Linked DNA regions of Mus musculus: regions 1, 2, 3, 4, 6 and 7 are each linked to region 5. A link is a contact called in public promoter capture Hi-C data. All regions are on one chromosome and are shown on one strand. The core of a region is the stretch at or near the end of the contact, and the rest is flanking DNA. Distances in the headings are between cores, read along the strand shown.

Region 1 (3,134 bases), core at 388-2,887, 2.5 Mb after region 5:
GCTCCCAGCAGCATCCATATGACAGCTCACTAACATCAGGATCTGACGCCCTCTTCTGGCTTCCGCAGGCACTGCATGCACGTGGTATATGAATACATACAGGCAAACATTCATACACACAAAACATTAAAAGAAAGCCGCCAAGACTCAAGAGACCTCTCCCCAAGGTTATTTGTTTATTTGACATAGGGTCTCACATATCCCAGGCAATTTGGGATGACTTTCAACTTCTGACCCTTAAAGCTGTGAGTACAGCAGTGGGCTGCTTTGTTCTGTTCTTTTGAAATTTTTTTAGTTTTGTTTGTTTGTTTTTGAGACAGGGTTTCTCTGTGCAGTCCTGGAACTCACTCTGTAGACCAGGCTGGCCTCGAACTCAGAAATCTGCCTGCCTCTGCCTCCCAAGTGCTGGGATTACAGGGATGGCTTAAATTTTTTTAAAAGATTTATTTATTATTATATCTAAGTATACTGTAGCTGTCTTCAGATGCACCAGAAGAGGGCGACAGATCTTACTATGGATGGTTGTGAGCCACCATGTGGTTGCTGGGATTTGAACTCAGGACCTTTGGAAGAGCAGTCGGTGCTCTTAACCACTGAGCCATCTCTCCAGCCTTTTTTAAATTTAACGTTATTTTATGTGTGTGGGTGTTTTGCTTGTTTCTCTGCGTACCACAGATGTGCAATGGCCAGTTCTCTTGGAACTGGAATTAGCTGGTTTGTAAGCCCTCATGTTGGTGCTGGGAATCGAACTCAAGTTTTCTGGAAAAGCAGCAAGCTCTCTTACCAGTGAGCAGCCCCTCTAAGTTTTTGCTGTTTTTTTAAAGACAGGGTCTCTCTATATCCTTGCCTATCCTGGATCTCACTATGTAGACCAGGCTGGCCTCGAACAAATTTCTTTCGATTTTGCTTCCTGGTTGCTGGGATTAAAAGGGTGCCCACCACTCCTGGCCCCCTCCTCATATATTTTTAAGATCCAACTTTTGGCTTCCTCAGGATTACTGATCTTCTACTTTATGGAACATAATACTGTGATAAACTTCATGCATACAATAAATGGTCATCATCGTAATTCTCGAAATTCCATCAGGTTGAGACAGACAGACGCTCAATATTCACTGTCTGCAAAATCCTCCAGAGCTCAAGCAACCCCAAGTAATGTGCTTGCAAAGAAAGAGTTACAGTCCCTTCCTACTCCAAGCATATAGTGTCGGGGGCCAATCCCAGACTAAAAGGGGTTTGTCCTGGTTTCTCCTCCGGGCGCGGCCTTACCGCAGACGCTGAGGCTGCCATCACAACACCCAGGGTTTGGCTGCGGCAGCTCAAACGGAGGAGCCCGGACTTCCCTAAAGAACAAAGTTTTCCTTGGGGCCCCGCCGGGACGCCACACCCTGGCCGGAGGTAGCTCTTCTGACTAGGCCTCTGCGGACTCGGCCGGAGCGCGCTTCCCCGTCCCCAGCCCTCCTTTCCCCTCCCCCCGAAGGTGGCGGTTGGTCGCGCGCCTCTATGCTTTTTCCACCCCCTCCGTTAACAAGGGGCTCCAGGCCCTCTGGGATTGGCTGCGTCAAAGGACATCTGCTCTCAACCTGTTTGATTGGCTGCTATCCGCGCGCGATGCCGCCTCCAATTGGTTAGGTTAGAGCGCCTGCGCGGCGGGGTTCTCGGTCGCCAGCCATTCCTGTGGAGGACTGCGGGTCGTTCGGACGTTTTGCCTGTCGCTGTAGGAGAGGTCCTGTCTCTCCGAGAAGGCGGTTGCGGCGGCAAAATGAAGATTTTTGTGGGCAATGTCGATGGGGCGGATACGACACCGGAGGAGTTGGCAGCTCTCTTCGCGCCCTATGGCACGGTCATGAGCTGCGCCGTCATGAAACAGTTTGCCTTCGTGCACATGCGCGAGAACGCTGGCGCGGTGCGCGCCATCGAGGCCCTGCATGGCCACGAGCTGCGTCCAGGTCGCGCGCTCGTGGTGGAGATGTCGCGCCCGAGGCCCCTGAACACTTGGAAGATTTTCGTGGGCAATGTATCGGCTGCATGTACAAGTCAGGAATTGCGCAGCCTCTTCGAGCGCCGTGGACGCGTCATCGAGTGTGACGTGGTAAAAGGTAACGCGGGAGCGCGCTCGGGAGGGGACACGCGCGGTGCTCTCTGCCTCTTAGCCACGCCCCTCACTCTGGGGTTGGTCCTCAGGGTTGGGAATGATGGGGAAGTGTGCAGGAGCGGGGCCTAAGGTGCTGGGGGCGAGTTGGGTAGAGCCACCCTTCTCCCCTGCGGTCCCAGCAACATTCATCAAGTGGGAGGAGTCGGTTCCGGGCGGGTGCAGTGGCCACTGCAAGCCGAAGCCTCGGGGCTGGGGACGCGCCAGAGATTTGCGAGTGTGCGGGGTTGGGAGGAGGCGCCTTTTCCTGGTTGCATGAGCCTGGCACCAAAATGAAATGGAAAGGGAAGGGCACCAACCGGATTATGGAGCGGTGAAAAGAGTTCGCCACTTCCCCACTTCCTCTCCAGAATTTGGTCAGATCGAGGGAAAAGGGAAAAGGTTGGGTTGAAGCCCCAAGGCCGCTCTGGCGTTCCTTCCCGATGCTTCCCGGAAGGTAGCGGGCCCTTGGTTTCTCGGGTTCGGGCTTTTTTAGTATTGTCTGGAATGAATCTGCTTGTGGGCATGGGAGGGGCCTTTTCGGAACCCCTTTGACCTTTCAGTATTCGATGGGTTAGCCTTGGCGGTTTTGTGCTTTTTAATTCTTTTCCTCCACCCTCCACTTTGTGTTGGGTTTTACAACTTAACAAGTGGAAGCCCCGGTTTTCTGCGTTATTTTTGCATGTGAAAGGGGGCTATTAAGCCTCTCCCTCGTTAGCCTTTTACTTGCTAAGCTGGTGCCTCCGGGCACAGATGTTTATTAGCTTGGTGAGATTGCAAAGGGGAATACTCTGGCTGGGGGGGGGGGGGGTGTTGAGAGGGGCGTGTGAGATTTCTATTAAACTTGGTTTTAACACCATTTATTTAGTTAGTACTTTTTATTGCTTGAATAATTCTTAGGACAGCTTGCTAGTTTGCTATTTCCTTTGAGGAAATGTCTTTTTCAGACCCTGTTGATTTTCATATGTTGGGGTTTTATCTCTTTATCTTTCAAATACCTGCT
Region 2 (2,767 bases), core at 113-2,612, 3.0 Mb before region 5:
TCTGCCTGGCATCAGTTGATCTACCATGGTTCACAGGACCAATATAATTCTTTCTTCCAGGTGTCTGGGACTTTGAAGCAAGAGATATTATCTCCAACTGTGTGGTTTGAATGGACCATGACAATCTAGAGATAACGTCCCTGAACCCAGGCCTCCCCAGATTTCTGAACTTCCTGAGACATCGGGAGCTCCTCTCCAGGAATTCTTGAAGTGCTCATATTTGTTCCCCAAATCCATTTTCTTTACCTAAGCCAGAGCTTATCTTTGCAATAACCGTAGATGCTACCGAATTGCCTGGCGAGGGGCTGAACTCTGCAACGAGGAGAAGTCTGTCCCGGATGCAGGGTTTCACTTTCAGTCAGATGTCCACCTATGTCCTCCAGGCCTACAGAACAAGTCAATCATCCTGACGTCATTCTCAGAATGACGTCTGAGCCCAGGAAACATTTCACACGCTTGCTTTCTGCGTTACTTTCCTTTCGACCTCTCATATCTTTCTGCTCGACTTTGGAGACTTAACTGATTGCATCATCATGACCGCTAGATCCAATCTTACCTATGACCCCCTGTGCAGCTGCAGCTCTTAGCTTAGCCCCCATGTGACCTGATATCTCTAAGGGCAAGCCTGCTCCCACCCACTCCCCAGACTCAACCCAGAACACCAGCATAGCTGTGTCCCTGCCAAAAAGCAGCTTTCAGGAAGGCGAGTTGAGCGACTTGCGCATGAATGGATGGGCGTGTGTGAAGGAGAACAGGAGGGGCGATTTTCTTCATTTATCAGAAAATCAAAATTGATCAAACTCCCCTTTTGCTGTCAGGCACTATGCTGGGTGTTGAGGAGGGTGAGAGTAGGGGGGAAGAGGAGGACATAGATAAAGATGTGTCCCAACTCCTCAAGACGCTGCTAGGTCCCCTGAAGGAGGTGGAACCCATCTCTCTCCTTTCCTCCCCCAAACAAACCAGTTCTCCGGTGATCCTACTTGCTATTTTTCATCTCCCACGCTAAACCCTGTCACGCGGGACCTGAAGGAGGGGAACCCAAGCAGCTACCGTGCCCCTGTTCAGTGCCCACGGTCCAACCCCTTTCGTCTGCCCACGGAACCCCCGTGGAGGCCTCAGCCCCGCGCCCACCGCCCCCACGCGCGGGGATCCAGGGCTCCACCACCTCGGGCCTGCGCGCCTCTCCCCTCCCTGGCGCTAGGGGGCGCTGCCGCCCCACGGCCGTCGCCATGGTCACCGCTGGCGGCGGAGTGGGGTTTACGTAAAGGACGCAGCGTCCCCCGGGGGGCGGAGGCGGCCTTCGCGCCGGCGCCGGCGCCCTGCGGAAGCAACGTTAGTGAATAGGGGCCTTGGGGAGCCCAGGATGGAGGTGGCGGTCGCAGTGGCCGCGGCGGGCCGAGCCCTGCGGCGGGCCGGAGGTAAGGGGGCCCGGGCCGAGTCCCGGGCGCAGGAGCTCTGCGAGCGGCGTGGCGGGCTGGGCAATGTCCACTGCGCGCGGTGGCCGGTCCGACAGGTCCGCGGGCGGAGGTGCGGCTGCCACGCGCGCTCGTGGCAGGTGTGAGGTCCGCGGAGCCCCGGGCCACCGGCGTGGGGATGGTGACACGCATGGCACGGGCGTGGGCAACGTGGATACAGCACGGGCAGCGTGATTTTTCCTGGCGAGGGTGTCAGAAGACTCACCCCCGCCTTGGTGTAGCGGTGGCCGCCCAGGTGTGAGGAGGGTGCACCCTCTGTACAGGAGGGCGATGCACGCAGCTGGTGCTGGTGGGTGGCCAGCTGATGCTGGGCCGTGATGGTGCGGTGGGCATGGGTGTGAGAAAGTGCTGCCATTGCTTGGATGTTGGTTGGCATGGTTCTGGCCTTGGGCTTGACATGGTTTGGAGTGATGGTCCTGGGGGCTTAAAGAATCAATGTCCTGGGCATGACTAGTGGCTCCGGCCCTGCTGTGAGAAATGGCCTTGGCTTAGCGCAGTGCCCTGGAATGACTAATACTGTGAGGGAAGACAGGTGGCCCTCAGACCCTGGTAAATAAGAGGGTAAATACCCACCCTTACAGGGAGATCAGTAGGGGCGACGTCTCTGTCATGGGGCTCAGCATTAATGCCTGTTGGTGTGCTGGCCTTGGGGCAGAAGGCTGGAAGAAGGTTGGTGTTTTTTATGATGGATGAGAATAAGAGACACCATGTGTCTACCATGAGGTTCTTGGTTGCTGTCCCAGGTAGAGCTCTGCTCAGTTATGAACCTTTACCTGGCTCATGAGTCCTCCCCCATTTGGAGGAAGATGGGAGGAATAGGTGGTTCTCACTGGTGGTCCTTGTTTCTGATTATAGGAGACTCAGAAGGGTATAGAGAAGTAGCCCAGGCTACGTCGTCCCTGGGCCCTTCCTTTCACTTGGTTGATGGCGGTGCTACTGGGTTTCTGGGAATTGTATCTTTTGGGCTGCGTGGAAGATGGTTCTGTGGCTACTGGGAGTGTTTGGAGATTGCATATATCCTAACTAGTCTTCTGAGAAGCTTTGGAGAAGGTCCCCCATCTCTCTATCTCTTTCCTTCCCTCCCTCCCTCTATCTCTCCCCCCTCCCAGCCCCCATCTCCTTCCTCCTCTCATTGCCACATGATGTCCCACTTCACAGAGCATCAGTGGGCAGACCCCTAGAGACGTTGAAGACTTCAGGGTGTTATGGGTTTCTTGGGGGGGAAGGCACAGAAGTAGAAGCAAAGAGCTGAGCTTTGCATGAGAAGGGTGTTTCTTTGCCAACATGGGTGC
Region 3 (2,838 bases), core at 138-2,637, 2.8 Mb before region 5:
TATACGATGGGAGGGACTATGGGAATGTATTACCCCCTGCACCAGGTACTTCCTTTGGACCAGTGTCATGTGGAGCTAGGGAGCCCAAAGTCTTGAAAGGGTCATGGAAGAGGCCAAACAGGGCCACTAGCTAAGCATGTATGTCTTGACCATTTTATCTCTCTTACCCTCAGACTCTTCATTTTGAAGTTAGCTATAACAATATCATAGGATTGTGGTGAGACTTTAGCGAATAGGGCCTTTCTTCCTACTATACTCCCTTGGTATCAGTGTCTCTCTTGCCTGCAAGTGGTGTACTACTGTCAAATCAATCGCGGGCTTTTATTGCTTTCATGTTTCCCAACCAGGCTTGTGAACTCTTTCTCAGTCGAAGACAAGAAAGGTGTCCAGTTTATCCTGGCACCCTCCCCAGAAGCCACTCCCGCGGCACTTAGCACGAGGAAGAAAGCAGAGATTCCACCGTTCTTTTCCAAGATGACCAAGTTGAAAGGATTCAGAGCCCTGGTTAAACAGAGACCCACTCCTGGCTCCTTTCTCTAGGAAGGTTTCAGGAAAGCAATAAACAATATGGATCTCTTAGACAATGTGAGATACAGGAGACTTGAGTCCCATCTAGCCAGGCAGAAATATCACCTAGTCATGACAGCCCAGGAGGGGGCCTTGTTTAGCCGGAGGCCGAGCGTTGTTCACCATAACCGCTGCGCCTCCTTTGTGCGAGCATCAGGTGCAAATCCCCGGCCGAGCGCGTTGGCGCTCTGAAGCGCGCAAAGAAAAGCCCAGCTGCCGCCCCCGCCCCCCCCCCCGCCCCCCGCTCTCCCCTCCCAGCTTCTCAGAGATCTACTCCCGCTTCCCCGGCTCCAGGCAGCGAAGGGAGGAGGAGGAGGTCAGACACGTCGCCGACCGCCCAGCAGGGCTTAACTCCATGCGGGCGGGCGCGAGGGAGGGGGAAGCCGCGGACCCGCCGCTCCAGCCCGCTGGCCTTCGAAAGATCCTCCTGGGCCAATGGCAGGCGGGGCGACGAGCCCTGATTGGTGCAGGCGCTCTGCTGATCACTGTGGAAACCCGGGTGGCGGGGAACTCGGGAGGATGCGGAGCCGGGAACGGGGGGAGCCAGAGGGGTGGGGGGAGGAGGCAGCGAGGCCCTGAGCTATCCTGGAGTTTTCACCGGAGGCAAAAGTCCACAGCAGGCGGGCCTAGGGTGGGCGGAGGAAGGGGACCGCTTGGGGGCACTGGGAAGCCAGGGGTACTCCTGAGGGAAGGCAGGGGTACTGGCTAGCTAGTGAAGGCGAGGAGGAGCGAAAGCGAGGGGAGGAGGCACGGTGGGAGGAGGAGTAGAAGACAAAAGCCGAAAGCGAGGAGGGCGCCGACCGCACACTGCGGCCAGGAGAGGGACCGTCGGTGTTGCGAGCCGCGGGCGCCCGGAGGCCGTAGCGCACGGGGCATCCGGGTAGACTGGCAGCATGGGGAAGGGAGGTAACCAGGGAGAGGGGAGCACCGAGCGCCAGGCTCCGATGCCCACCTTCCGTTGGGAGGAGATTCAGAAGCACAACCTGCGCACCGACCGGTGGCTCGTCATCGACCGCAAGGTCTACAACGTTACCAAATGGTCCCAGCGGCACCCGGGGGGCCACCGTGTCATCGGACACTATTCGGGAGAAGATGCTACGGTAAGAGTCTGGGGGTGCCAGCCACTCTTGTCTGCTGCAGGCTGGTGTCAGGAGCCCGGGGTCCCTGGGCGCCAAACAGATCCCCGGTTCTTAAAGGAGCGCAGGACGTTCAGCAGGGAAAGAAAGTGTACCAACTGCCCTCACCTCCCTCCTGGAATCGTTCTCCTCTGGGTCAACTGGGCAGACTTTGGCCGAGCCTTTTGGACGCCAGGCCTTAGCACCTCTGTGGAAGTCCCATCAGTGGTAAACTGTGCCCGGTGCATGTTCACAGCGCATACTGCGCGCTGTTCCAGCCGGAGCCTGGGACTCTCCAAAGGGGGCGCTCCAGCCTTCGTGTTCGGCGCTCCCCAAGTGGAAGATGGCCACCCTTGGGCGCCGGGGAGAGGAGCCTGAGAGCGGGCAGCCATATGTGGGACTCTCCTGCCAGACCAGGGGGCGGAGAAGGAAAGCTGGTTCCTGGCCAGGACTCGCTCCTGCTTGGACTCCTGTCTAAGAAGGTCCACAATGGCTGCCCGACAGAGACTTCCTAGTAGTTCAGATTCCCACGCTCCCGAGGATTATCCCGACTCACTCCAAGTGCCAGCCTTCTGGGAAATCCTGGTGGGGAATTGGTGGAAGGCGAACGGGCTGGATTTTGCAAAATTCAGGTCCGCAGGGGATCTAGAAGGTGAATCTAAGACTGGCTTGGCAACAGGTCCATCTGCCTCTGGGGTTACTATCGGACATTCAACTCAATGGCCCTCTGTTTTTAGATCCTGCCAGGATCACCCTTCCCCTCTTGCACTCATGGAGGTTGTTGAAGTCTCTGAGACCTCTGTGGAACGGAGGCTATCCTATATTGCACAGTACCCCATACCGTGCCTGGCCCCACCCCCAACCATAAAGTGATTGTGTAGTCAGGTGGGTAAGAGGAGAAACAAAGTCAAAGAGGAAAGCCAGACCTTTCTTGGCACCTTTCTTGGTGGGCTGAAAGCAGAGGAAAAGATGTAGCTGGAGAGAGCTTGGGAAAGACGAGTGGGAGGAGGCTGAGAAGAGGGATAAACTTATCAGACCGCACTCCACATCAAAGTCCAGGATGCTGACTTGAGTGTGGGCTTTTCTTGTGCAAGTTTGATAGTTTCAATTCTTACCTTCCATGTCTTTTCTTTTTGAGATCAGCCTAGGTAGCCAT
Region 4 (2,935 bases), core at 44-2,543, 2.8 Mb before region 5:
TAGCCTGGTCGCTAAGGCCCTCCACCTCTAACTTCATGGGCAACTTAATAGGAACCCTGAGGACCCCGGGAGCACGTTAGACTGGCAGACAAGGAGTAAGAGGTCGGAGGGATGGCATTAGGTAGTTAAAAGGGAGATGGACCCAAATGTAGAGACCCAACAGATGACAATCCTGTCAAAGAATGCTCTGTCCTAAGTCATTCCTAGTCCGGCCCTCGCCTCTGAGGGAGGATATGGTCTAAAAAGAGAAAACAGGGCCACTAGACAGAAGCTGGGGTTCGTACTGACTCTTCCTTCAGTAAGCTACAACGGAAAAGGGACGCGACCCCGCGAAGTGTCTAATCGCGCGGGAGCCCTATTCCCTCAATAGTCGACCTCCCTGGCCCAAGTGACCTCGCACTAAGAATCCGAGTACAGTTTTACGACTCCAACTGCAAGCTGTCTTGGACCGGCTCAGGTTCATTACCCTACCCTCCGGGCTTCACAATGTACAGGTGATGCCCAAGCACCGGGTCCTCAGTGTCATCCCTAGCGCAAGCAGTCCTTTCCCACTTCCTTTCCGCTCCGAATCCCAACTTAGGGCCAGTTCTCTAGGTCAGACAAGGCTGTGTTCACCCTCCTAGCCTGGCAGACAGGACGCGACTCCCACTCTCTGCTCAGACTCCTCCTCCCACCACCGGAGGTTGCAAGTACCGTTGAACGGGTGCCTGGAAAGCTCATTCCCTCCTATCCAACCCATGCTTGAGACTCCAGAGGCAAAGCACGGATGTGCAACCAGCCCTTTGTTTGAGTGTGCGTGTCTCCGGCCACCGTCTACCGCTCCGGTCTCTCAGGCGCTTGCATCCCGGGTTCAAAGGCCTCTCTCCCCGCCAATGTCCCTCCCCGAGGTGCAGATGCGCCTATTGTCCGCTCTCACCGTGGCATCCTGACCCGCGTAGTGGCTGATGACCCGGGAGCCCCCCGGGTGGCGGCGGCTGAAGTCGCTGATGTTGTACACCTTCCGGTCGATCACGAGCCATCGCTCCTTCTCCCGCCCGGAGCGCTGCGCCACCTCCTCCCAAGTAAAGTAGCGCGTTTGGCGGAGCTGGGCGGAGGCCGGGCCAGGGGTCGGCACCGGGTCGGGAGCCATAGCAAGCTTGGCGGGGGAAGCTGGAGTCTGAGAGGTGCGCGCTCCGGGCCGCGGGGCAGCGCACGCCAGGCTCGCGAACTAGGGGAGCGTCGGGCTGCCTCGAGCGCGCGCCCGGAGACCGCCGTTCGCGCGCAGGGTTTTCAGCACCCTTGGCGCGGACCGCCGAGCCCCGCGGCGCGAGCTCCCATTGGCTGAGCCGAGTGGCGTGGGGCGCGAGCTCCGCCTCTCTCGGGTAGCAAAGACAGACTCCCCACTCCCCGGAGAGACTCAGGCTACTTCCAGCGGCAGAGACGCGCCCCCTCGCGGGGCCTGAAAGTGGTCTCCAGGCTATTCCACTTCGGAATTTATTTATTTATTTTTTTATTGAGCATGGTAGGGATTGATAGGATAACGGTTCCTTTGAGTGCGTCACAGCTTGATGTAGCTAAGGCGGAGGTCCCAAGGGCGCATAGAAGCTTGGTGTGAACATATAGAAAAGAAAACAGTTCTCATGTTGCTCAGGCCGGCCCCAGACTCACTGTGTAGCTGAGAATGACCTTGAACCTCTGACTCTCCTGAGTTCTGGGTTTACAGGCACTGCTTTCCACGTTCTGTTTCATACAGCAGATTGTGCTAAGGCAAACGTTCTGTCAATTTCCTGCCCCTAGGAAACACGTGACAAATTAAACACAGTGGCTTTAGCAAACAAAACAGCATCCTGACCCAGTAGCCGTTCAGAGATCCCCCTTCCTAGCAAGGTGGGCAGTTAGCATGTGTGGAAAGAAAGAGGACTAACATAAAGAAAGAGACTGATTGGCTACAGTTCCAGGCTTTTGCTCACGTGATAGCCCAACGCTAACAGAAGTCTTGTCTGCTATGATTGGCCGTCACTTTTGACTTACAAGAATATAGTACTTAGGAACACACACACACAATTAACACATGCACGCATGCACACACACACATGCACTAACTAAAATGTGATGATGATGATGATGGTGGTGGTGATGATGATGATGATAACAATACTAATGATAGCTCTATGGTTCAGGAGGAACAGTTGCCTGATGCAAAACCCAGTGACCTGAAATGGATCCCTGGGACCCACAAGATGGAAGGAGAGTACTGACTTCCACAAGTTTTTCTTCTAGCCTACATTGCCTGCAATTCATGGCAGCACACACACACACACACACACGTAAATAAATAAATAAATGCAATTTTAAAAACGATTTTAAAACAAAAATAAAACGAAGAAAGGCCAGCCTTGCCTTCTTTGTATGTAGTTTAACATTTGCAATTAGCTTTAGCATTTTCTATTTCTAGTGATCTTAGTTTCGTATTGTGTTTTGTTGTTATTTTTGTCCCTGGAAGCAGTAGCCCTGGCTGATCTGGAACTCACTGTGATGAACAGATTAGCTTCGAAGTTGCAATGATCGCCCTGCTTTGGCCTCCCAAGTGCTGTAATCATAGGCAAGCACCACTGTGTTTCACTATATTAATTAGAATTATACAGGTTTAGTGGCCTTAATTGTCAGGAGACAGTAGGACGCAATCAATCGTGAAGTTTGTGTGACAGCCTCAGCAGTGGTTACACCAGCAGTGTGTAGACTGGTGAATCTAGCAATCTCTATTTCTGGAAGCATGAGCTTCTTTAGAGCGCCGTTTGCCAACTGTGGCACAGAGCCTGTTCTCTAACAATTCTGTGTATTGTGGGTCTTTCTGCAATAGGGAACTTTACTGGGAACAAAACATCTCTATTCTCCTTGGAGTTTCGCTCTTGCTCTGGCTAAGTGTGAGAACTAAACTGTCTGCACGGACATTCCT
Region 5 (2,954 bases), core at 313-2,812:
GAATATTTTAAAAGTCATTTAGGGCTGGGCATGGCAGTGCACACTTGCAATCAAAGTGGTGAGGAAATGAAGGCCGGGGATCAGTAGTTCAACCATCCTTGGTTACATATCATGGCCAGCCTGGGCTACTTAATACCCTGTTTCCAAAAAAAGCAAAAACAAAAGAACAACAAAAACTTGGATGGACAGGGTGGTTGGTGCACACCTTTAATCCCAGCCCTTGGGAAGCAGAGGCAGCTCCAGGAGTTCTTGGTCAGTCTGGTCTACAGTGGGAAACTGTGTCATAGAATCGAAACTAACAGCAGAAAGGAAATGTTATGTGTAATTTAAAGAAATATTTATTTGTATGTGCCTATGTTTGTGCTTTTATGGGTTTATGTGTATCACTGGCATGCGGGTGCTGGTAGAGGCCAGAGGGCATCATTTCCCCTGGAATTGAAGTTACAAGGGGTAGGGAGCCATCTGATGTGGATGCTGGGACCTGACCAGATTCTCTGGAAAATAGTACAGGCTCTGAATGAGCCAGCATTCTGACCTATGTTGTAGTATTTATCTATTTAACTTTTGTGTATATGAGTGTTTAGCCTGTATGTACGTCTGTGCAACCTAGTGGAAGCCAGAAGGTGTCAAACCACCTAGAACTAGTTAGACAGTTGTTAACCACCATATGGGTGCTGGGTACTAAACCTCAGTCCTCTGGGAGAGCAACCAGTCCTTCCTCTTGACTTCTGAACCATCTCTCCAACTCATTTTATATATATACATATACATACATATGTATATATATTATACACACACACATATATACATATATAATTACATTTTTATTTAGTGTATAGGGTAGCATGCTCATGGAACAATGTTTTAGACTTGGTTCTCCCCTTTCACTATGTGGATCCCCATGGATCAAACTGAGTTATTTTGCTGGCCTTTGTTATGTGATTCCATGCCAAGATCACGCAAGCATTTTTCTCAATACTGAAAAAAATACTGTACCTTAAAGGTGTGTTAAGTTTCAAGGACGCTGACCCAGTGCCTGTCCGACCTGGTGTCTGTCCCAGGCTTTACAGAGGAATGAGGGGACTGACTCAATATAAGGCTGACATAGACTTCTAGAAGCCAAGATAGTCGCAAGATGGGCGGGTGTGCAAAGCAGGAGACAGGCAATAGGATGACACTACACTTGGCAGTTGACTCACACGTTGATAGCAAGGTTGAGCGATAAAGTGGGTTTTATGAGCTAAACATGCGGATGGGAAGTTGGCGTTAGGCTCAAAGGACATCAGTTGTAGGAACAGCTAATAGCGGTATTTTCTAAGTCAAACAACAGGTACAGGTGACCCACGCCTGTTCAAGGTTTGAAAATAACCGAAAACTGACGGAAAGAAACGAAGAGATAGATTCTTAGCCTCGGCAGCTCTCGGGTGTTGCCGGAAATGGCTGACTACCGCTCTCGGCCGAGCGACGGAACGGGGGCGTGGCCGGTTTAGCACACGCGGAGCCTCTTCGGCTGTTTCCGGAAACTGCCGAAAGCTTGCTCCAAGTGGGCGGAGAAAGGCCGGTAGGCGTGGCTGCTGGTTGGCTCTGGAGGTGCGGGGAGTCTCTTCGTGGATTTCCGTAAACAGAGCCGAACCTCGGTCTTCGGAATCTAGGAGGTGCGCGCGTCCCCGGGGATTACCTTCTTCGGTAGTTTCCGGAATTCACCCATCGTCTGGGCCGAGAGGAAAAGGCTCTTCCCCCTCCCGTTCCTAGTTGTTTCGGATGTTTCCGGCTCTTGCCGGCGGAAAGAGCCGAGGGCTGGCGGTGGTGGCGGCCATGTTGGGAGCAGCAGGTCCGGCGGCGGCTGCCTGTGTGTCGGGCGCGGAGCAGTGCGGCTGAGGGCAGGGGAGGAGCGAGGCAGGCGGCCGGCTGCGGCGGTTGAGAGTAGGCGGAGCGGCGCGGCCGGGCCGAAAGGCGGCACAACCCAGCCGGGGGTCGGGGGGGGGGGTGCGGTCCGGAGCCGCTCGGAGCCGGCGAGGCCTAGCCCGAGCGGTGCATCACCGGGCTGGCGTGAGCCATCGCCCGGCCTCCCCGCACCCCCGGCCGGGGCCCATGCAGCGGGTGCTCCTGCTGTGAGAAGCCCCGCCCGGCCGGGCTCCTAGCCTTCCCTTCCCTATCTTCCTCCAAGCTTCTCCATTCCCTCCCCTGAGATACCGGCGCCATGTCCAGCGCTCGGACCCCCCTACCCACGCTGAACGAAAGGGACACGGAGCAGGTAAGGAGCCCTCAGGGCTCCCCTAATTCTGTGACTGGGCCCCTGCACCTTACGGAGGCTCCCTCCCTCAGTTCTCCTCGTGCTCCTGCTTTCTTCTACAAGCCTAGGCTGTCATCTGGCCCTGGGTTCCAGCCCTTCACATCCCTCTTCCGAATCCTGACCTGGGACCCACGTCGTCCTGACTGAACTGCACACTTGTATTTCTGCCAAACGCCCCTCGCCTCTCACCGCCCTCCTGCGCTCTTCCGTGCTATCTCCCCAGCTTCCCCCTCTCTTCCCTTTTCTCTCAGGGGCCTTTCTGGTCTTCCTCCACCCACGCTTAAAGCAGCCACCTTCCTGCTCCTCGAATAATACCCCGCGATTTGCCGCGGATTGTTGCCCACCTCTTTCTGCATCTCTCTAGCTTTGTACCCTCTCTACCCGCACCGGCTCTCACAATCCTCGGTTTTCTCCCTCAAGAGTCCGTGTCTCGGGAGTGTGTTCTCGGTCCCTTTCCCCTTTCACTTCCCCAGCTTTTTCTATCCTCCTTTCCCGTTCCAAATTGGGCTCTCCCTGTTGCTTGCAACCCACCAGCTCCACCCTCGTCACCTTTCCAAATCGTTCGCCTACTCCTTGCTCATCACTTTCCCTTCTTTTCGGCAGGAGCTCCCAGGCTCCTGGCACTGGCATGTGTCGCTTCCGTGTTTCCCATACAGCTGTC
Region 6 (2,869 bases), core at 75-2,574, 2.3 Mb after region 5:
GTCTGACTTTTCAGGCGGAACTGTGAGAAGGGGCCTCTGTTGGAATTCCCAAGGTCAACAAAGGAGGCAGGAGGAGAAACCTCTGCAGAACAGATTGAAAATCCAAGAGTTAGGGTGGAAGGTATTTTCAGAAGGAAGGAGACAACGAGAGATTGATACTGCCAGGCCCCCAGAGAGAATAGGTCATCTTGGATGTAGATGCTTCTAGTTCACACTGGTGTGATTTCTACATCTCTGGTTGCTGCTCTGTAAGTCTTTCCCATGGGGAAGGCATAACTCCTTCCCCCAGGAAGTTTTTTTTTGTTTTGTTTTTTTCGAGACAGGGTTTCTCTGTGTAGCCCTGGCTGTCCTGGAACTCACTCTGTAGACCAGGCTGGCCTCGAACTCAGAAATCTGCCTGCCTCTGCCTCCCTAGTGCTGGGATTAAAGGTTTCTTTGTTTTTTATCTCATATTCTCCCAGTCTCATGTCCGACCACCCAGTGAAATGTGGGTGTTTCATCAGGACAGGGCAGCAGGCTGTCCTACTCGCCCAGTGCAGTGCCAGCTCACTTGATGACTGGGAATTTCTAAACCCAAATTAAACAACATAAACTTTTGCAGTATAGAAACTGGCTTTTCCTTCTTGGCAACCCTACTTGGAGTAACGCTCCTTCACACCCATGCAAGTAATTATAGCGCCGGACCTGCAGGAGAGTTTAGTAGCATTTCCTCCTGCTCTGAAAATCCAGATCTCCAAAACAGCCTCACTGTTCCCCTTTTCACGCCTCAGACCCTCCACACTGGCAATTCCTTTTCACCGTTGTATATACTCTTTCTAAGACGCAGGATGAATTCAAGGATCTCCTTCCTCCAGCTGACTCTGATCCTGACTTCGTTAAATGAAGTCACAACCAATCGTCCCTCCTTAACCCGGGTACAAATAGGGGATATACCATTGCTGAGGGTTGTAGGGAGTGGAAGAGGCACACGGTAAACGCGCGGTGTATAAGCACCTCCACAGCAAACCTCCAGGGAAAGCAGACCCCTCCCTACAGACACAGAGGACAAACTCTGCGGCGCAAGGAACTATCCCACCTCGATCCACCCTCGGAACCGCGGGCTCCTCTCAGGCCAGCGCGCGAGTCGGGCCGGTTAAGTCTCTGCTTTAGCTCCGATCCGGAAAGCCCAACCCAGCGCCGGGCGTGGCCATACGCACCGCAGACACTGGGGCCTCCGGCCTCACGTCCAGGACTCCCGGAGAGCTGTCCGACCCAGGGTGTGAACGCCGCCGCCGTTGATCTCCGGAACAGTGCTGCGCAGGATTCTCTTTCTCCAGGAGGTGTCGACGCTTCCGTGTGCGTCATCAGGAGGCGCCCATTTGTGGCGCTTACAATGGAACCACTGGTGTCCAGGCATGCCGGGATACGGCGGACGGGTCTCCATAGCAACTGGCCCCCAGTAACCCAGGCCTTCAGCCTGTCCTAGCATTGTGGTCGGTGTCCTTGGGTCCACCGCCGTCTAACACGGTGCTCCGGCCCACCACCCCTCGGCTTAGGAGAGTAACAGAGCCAGCTGTGGGTGTGACATTCGTTTATTTACATAATGTCATCCGAAGGCAAATGAGCAGCCCAACCTACTGGAGGGCACAGATCTGGGACTTTAACCTTTATCTCTTTCCTCCTTCAGGGATCTCGGAGGGCGGAGGGCGAAGGCATGAGAGAACGGGAAACGTTCTTAGCACTACATTCTACGTTTTCATCTTTCTTTCCAAAAGCCTCATTTTATTAAACACTCAAGCTTCCCACCTCTAGCCCATTCAAACTTTTTGCTCTGCCGCTATCCACCCAACATGGTTAATAGTAACAATATCATAATAACACTGTAGCAATATTAATAATACTTCACATTTGTACGAAGTTTACAGGATGTTTACACATACAGCGTCTCATCTGAGCCAACAGTTCTGTGAGGTAGGTATTTTCACCTCCCTTTTTACAGACGGCGTAACGGAGGCTCAGAGAAGTAATAGTATTTGCTCAAGGCCACACAGCTAGTTAGTGGTAAAGCTGAGACTTGACTCCCAGCACCCCATAGTCAAGTCCAGTGTTCCAAACCCATAGCTACCTCTGTAAAGTGGAGGCATGTTTCTTACCCCAGTCAGGCCTGGAGCCAGATACTGACAATTCTCAGACCATGGAAGACAAGGACTCAGCATCGGTGGGGAGAGTTGGGGTACCTAGCCTTCAACTCCTGTTTGAACTGGCGGTAAAGGATCTTATTGCGCTGGTTTTCAGCCTCCTTTTGGGGATGGAACTTCAATGCCTCCTTGAATCCCTTATGAACCAGAAAACCTTCGTTCAGCACCTCAAAATTAAACCCTGCCACGTGCAGCTCACAAGCCTGGAAAAGGGGCGGGGGGGGGGGAGGGAGAGATAGAGGAGGGGAGAGGGAAGAGAGGGAGAGAGACAGGGAGAGGTCACAGTGATTTAATCACAATAACTTAATGATATCCCCAGGGCCCACATGATCATCCCTAAAGTTCCACTCCACTGTCCTCAATTCTCCATCATCCAACCACTTTCTTCTTGCTTCACTGCCTCCTTTCCACCAATGGCCACTTCACCCCTGACACGCCTCCAGTCTTAGTCCTACATGCCCTCTCCCTTTTAAGTACCTGGCTGATTCGATTGAAACCATACTGCCGAAAGCGTTCGTCAAATGTGGGCACCTTTCCTCCAGCCACATAAAATGGTTCCCAGGGGTCCCTCCAGGGCACCACGTAGGCAGGTCTCAGCAAGCTCTCCTCTGGCAGGTTGACCCAGCGGGAGTAGTTGGTGGGCGCATGGCAAGGCGTGCACAGCCCATAATAGAAGGGCCGGACTTCGCCCA
Region 7 (2,941 bases), core at 277-2,776, 2.6 Mb before region 5:
GAAAGGGTACATGTTACTGATCTCCACTGCAAGGCACCGCAATGGCTGTATGCAAAGGCTGTGAGCCATCCTACTCGGCCTTTTAAAAGTTCAGTAAGGATGGGAAGGCAAACCTTGGGACTTGGCTTTATCAAGTGTTCTACGGCTCGGTATTAGTGCAGAGAAAAAAATTTAAGCCAAGCCCAAATCTACTTGTCTAAGAGGTAGGGTGCTAGAGTATCCTGCATTGGGAGGCCATTTTTCTCCTCCTTCACCAATCATGTAAAAAGTAGCTAACACAAGGTCACAAGGCTTCCAGCTCTACAAACAACCACTGATTTATAAAATTAATGCATCATGCCCTGTTAACAATTGAGGGCATTGCATTTTAGCACAAATATATTAGGAGAAGCTTTGATTTTCAGTTTTAAGCACTCAGTGTATTCATATTCCAGGAATGACAGCCACAGAAGTTGGACCTGTTTCAAAGTCCAGGCCTTCCCCAAACCTGTTTTTCAGAAACTATTACATGGAAAACTTCCTTGTCCAGCAATTGATAGCAGGCTTTTCCCAACAAGTATGTACCTACCACTTGTTAGTAAGCCACACTCATGCAAAATAAGAAAAATACAGTAACATGATGCCTTGTAAATGCAAGGTCGGGGTGACACTGATAACTACAGAAGGGGAGATTCCTAGCGATAAGTTTCAATGCAAGTGAGGCTCTGTGATAAGCAGAGAGGTGGAGGCGGCTGCTTTGAAGGGGACAAGAGTAAGCTCACAAGAGATAAGCCTCTTTACACCAGGCCCCAAGGCTGCCACTCGACACCATGACCAAGCAGACCCGCCATACTCCAGGAGGAACTGGAGCAGGATGCATAACCAAACAGAGAAGCTTGTAGGCCACGTGATCGGAGGGGACGAGCGTGCAGAAAATGCACCTAACTGCAGGGTTGATTGGCCAGGCTGACAGTCGTACTGCCCTAAGGCTTCAAAAAAAAGTGGTGTAATGACATGCCTGATCTATGCAGGAGCCACAAGGTGCTATGTGCTCAGACTTGCCACGGCAGGGCTGCCTGCCTTAGGAAAGAACCCCGAACAAACTCCATTTTCCAGAAGGGCGCTGGAAGGCGGGGAAGCCCGCAGCAGGCCACGCCCCGACCCACCCTCCGCCGGCTCCCCAAGTGGCCCTGAGGAGGCCGCACTCACCATAGACAGATAGACGTAGGAGGCATACAACTCCAGGTTGATCTGGCGGTTGATGGCAGCCTCCGCGTCCTGGTGGTAGTTCTGGCGCACTTGCGAGGGAGACGCGGTGGTCATGGTGGCGGCGGGGCGAGGCGCGGTGGCGACGCTGGAGCGGCGGAACGACGAAGTTGCAAAGGGCTCAGGCTCGAAGCGGCCGGCGGGGGTCGGAGGGGTCGAGCACCGGGTTCCGTTCAAGCACTGTTGAAGCAGGAAACCGCGGCGACTCTGGGCGAGAACGTCTGGCGCAGGAGGGGACAGCGGGCCGCACTTATAGCGGGATCCTGCGTCAGGCGAGCGCTGGCCAATCAGCGCAGCGGGCCGCGCCGCCCCGCCTCTTCCTGTGGGCGTGTTGCCCAAACCCGCAGGGCGCGGGCGGGGAGGAGCCTGTGTGAGTGTGAGGCGACGCAAGGGGCTCTGAGCTTCTGCAAGAGCGGTGCCTGGCAACAAGCGCGCTGTTTCTGTGGCCCGGGGCGGGCGTAGTTGGATCTAGCCGTACTGCAGAGGCATCTGGGTCCCAGATGGGCACAGAGGGTACCGATGAGGATGATTTTCAATTCTCACAGGATATCCCTAAACTCTAGGCAAAGTGCGTGTTGTTAGTCGTGACATACACCAGACAGCGACTTCGTCTTACAAATAGGAAAATGGAAGCGTGGCGCTGTAAATGGCGAACGACATATAAGTTGGACTGGGAAAGAGCGGCTTTCCCTCCTTCAGAATCTGTGGAGAGAAGCTCAGAGGAGGAGTAGGGGAACTATTGGCGAGGAGGTTAGGGTCTACCCTGTTCTTCTGACTCAAGCAACCCCGGCTTTTTGCTAAGGCAAACATGGCTCTGAGAACAGTTGAAAAAACAAAGGCTAAGAAGGCGCATTTCTCCTTAGAGCAGGACAACAGCCGTCTGTCTATAGGGCAATCCTGGGGCCAAACCATTTAGGTTTCTGAGAAAGCCCCTGGTGATGCTTGAAATTAAGAGACGTCTCTGGATTAGAAAAGTAAAGAAGTGACCTACGTGTGTCTGTTTCAAAATGGTCTCCTTTATCTTTCTCAGTAACCTTTGGGTTTGTCCTTGGAGTGAAGTTGATGCTTGCAGAATGGCAGGTGACAGGTGCAGGAAACTGCAGAGGGACAAGCCAACTGTGTCTATCTTGTAGCTGTGGCCCAGCTTCAAAATGGGTGCGAATTCTTGGATAGCAAGCAGAACTAGAGATTAGCCACTGCGTCTTGCTAGGCCCTGCCATCCACATCCACTTGTGCTCAGCCTTGTCTAGTCTTTAACACAGGTGGAGAACCAGCAGATGCTGTTCATATTCTCAAAACTGGAAGTTGGACTTCGATTTTGTTGTTATTGTTTTGAAGCAAGATTGACAAAGTTACTGGATCAGTAACCCAGACTGGCCAGGGACTCTCTGTGTAAGCCAGGCTGGTTCGTCAGAGAGCTGGGATTATAACCCTCTTCCCCCCTTTTAAGGTACGTCTACTGAAATACATTACTAGTACTTAGTCTTTTAAAACTACACGTTATATATGTTCTTTTCAGGAAAGATTTCAGTGGTAATCTAGCTGCAGGATGCTTCTGGATAAATATCCTGGAGTCAGACTTCAGGACGATGGCCCTAGGAGACTGATGCTGAGCTAAAGTTGATGAACAAATTCCCTTTGGAAAGTGGAGGAGGGAGGTGGGGAAAGGAGTTCTAAGTAGAGGGAATAGCAAATG

Evidence for each region. Promoter capture Hi-C pulls out the DNA fragments that hold promoters and counts their contacts.
Region 1: a contact with region 5 is called in a promoter capture Hi-C map of liver, with 2.9 times the contacts expected there. A contact is called at or near these places in 2 of 39 promoter capture datasets (liver and pre-B cells).
Region 2: a promoter capture Hi-C map of hippocampal neurons shows a contact between it and region 5, with 4 times the contacts expected there. A contact is called at or near these places in 2 of 39 promoter capture datasets (cranial neural crest and hippocampal neurons).
Region 3: a promoter capture Hi-C map of hippocampal neurons shows a contact between it and region 5, with 4 times the contacts expected there. A contact is called at or near these places in 2 of 39 promoter capture datasets (cranial neural crest and hippocampal neurons).
Region 4: a promoter capture Hi-C map of pre-B cells shows a contact between it and region 5, with 4 times the contacts expected there. A contact is called at or near these places in 4 of 39 promoter capture datasets (the 3T3-L1 cell line, cranial neural crest, hippocampal neurons and 1 more).
Region 6: a contact with region 5 is called in a promoter capture Hi-C map of pre-B cells, with 2.3 times the contacts expected there. A contact is called at or near these places in 2 of 39 promoter capture datasets (neutrophils and pre-B cells).
Region 7: a promoter capture Hi-C map of pre-B cells shows a contact between it and region 5, with 2.2 times the contacts expected there. A contact is called at or near these places in 4 of 39 promoter capture datasets (the C10 cell line, cranial neural crest, hippocampal neurons and 1 more).

What each region holds. Positions count from the first base shown.
Region 1 is chr19:4,810,137-4,813,270 of GRCm38.p6, reverse strand. Rbm14 (RNA binding motif protein 14) reads left to right here and starts at 1,637. Exons shown (of 3, transcript NM_019869.3): 1 at 1,637-2,099. The coding sequence starts at 1,763. Gm21992 (predicted gene 21992) reads left to right here and starts at 1,672. Exons shown (of 3, transcript NR_157185.1): 1 at 1,672-2,099.
Region 2 is chr19:10,303,472-10,306,238 of GRCm38.p6, reverse strand. Dagla (diacylglycerol lipase, alpha) reads left to right here and starts at 1,362. Exons shown (of 20, transcript NM_198114.2): 1 at 1,362-1,418.
Region 3 is chr19:10,100,052-10,102,889 of GRCm38.p6, reverse strand. Fads2 (fatty acid desaturase 2) reads left to right here and starts at 1,387. Exons shown (of 12, transcript NM_019699.2): 1 at 1,387-1,667. The coding sequence starts at 1,461.
Region 4 is chr19:10,181,246-10,184,180 of GRCm38.p6, reverse strand. Fads1 (fatty acid desaturase 1) reads right to left here and starts at 1,293. Exons shown (of 12, transcript NM_146094.2): 1 at 917-1,293. The coding sequence starts at 1,129.
Region 5 is chr19:7,340,468-7,343,421 of GRCm38.p6, reverse strand. It overlaps Mark2 (MAP/microtubule affinity regulating kinase 2), which reads left to right and starts at 1,562. Exons shown (of 18, transcript NM_007928.3): 1 at 1,562-2,254. The coding sequence starts at 2,201.
Region 6 is chr19:5,039,818-5,042,686 of GRCm38.p6, reverse strand. Brms1 (breast cancer metastasis-suppressor 1) reads right to left here and starts at 1,324. Exons shown (of 10, transcript NM_134155.3): 1 at 1,197-1,324. B4gat1 (beta-1,4-glucuronyltransferase 1) reads right to left here. Exons shown (of 2, transcript NM_175383.2): 1 at 2,655-2,869; 2 at 1,553-2,380. The coding sequence ends at 2,189.
Region 7 is chr19:9,981,231-9,984,171 of GRCm38.p6, reverse strand. Fth1 (ferritin heavy polypeptide 1) reads right to left here and starts at 1,526. Exons shown (of 4, transcript NM_010239.2): 1 at 1,189-1,526. The coding sequence starts at 1,302.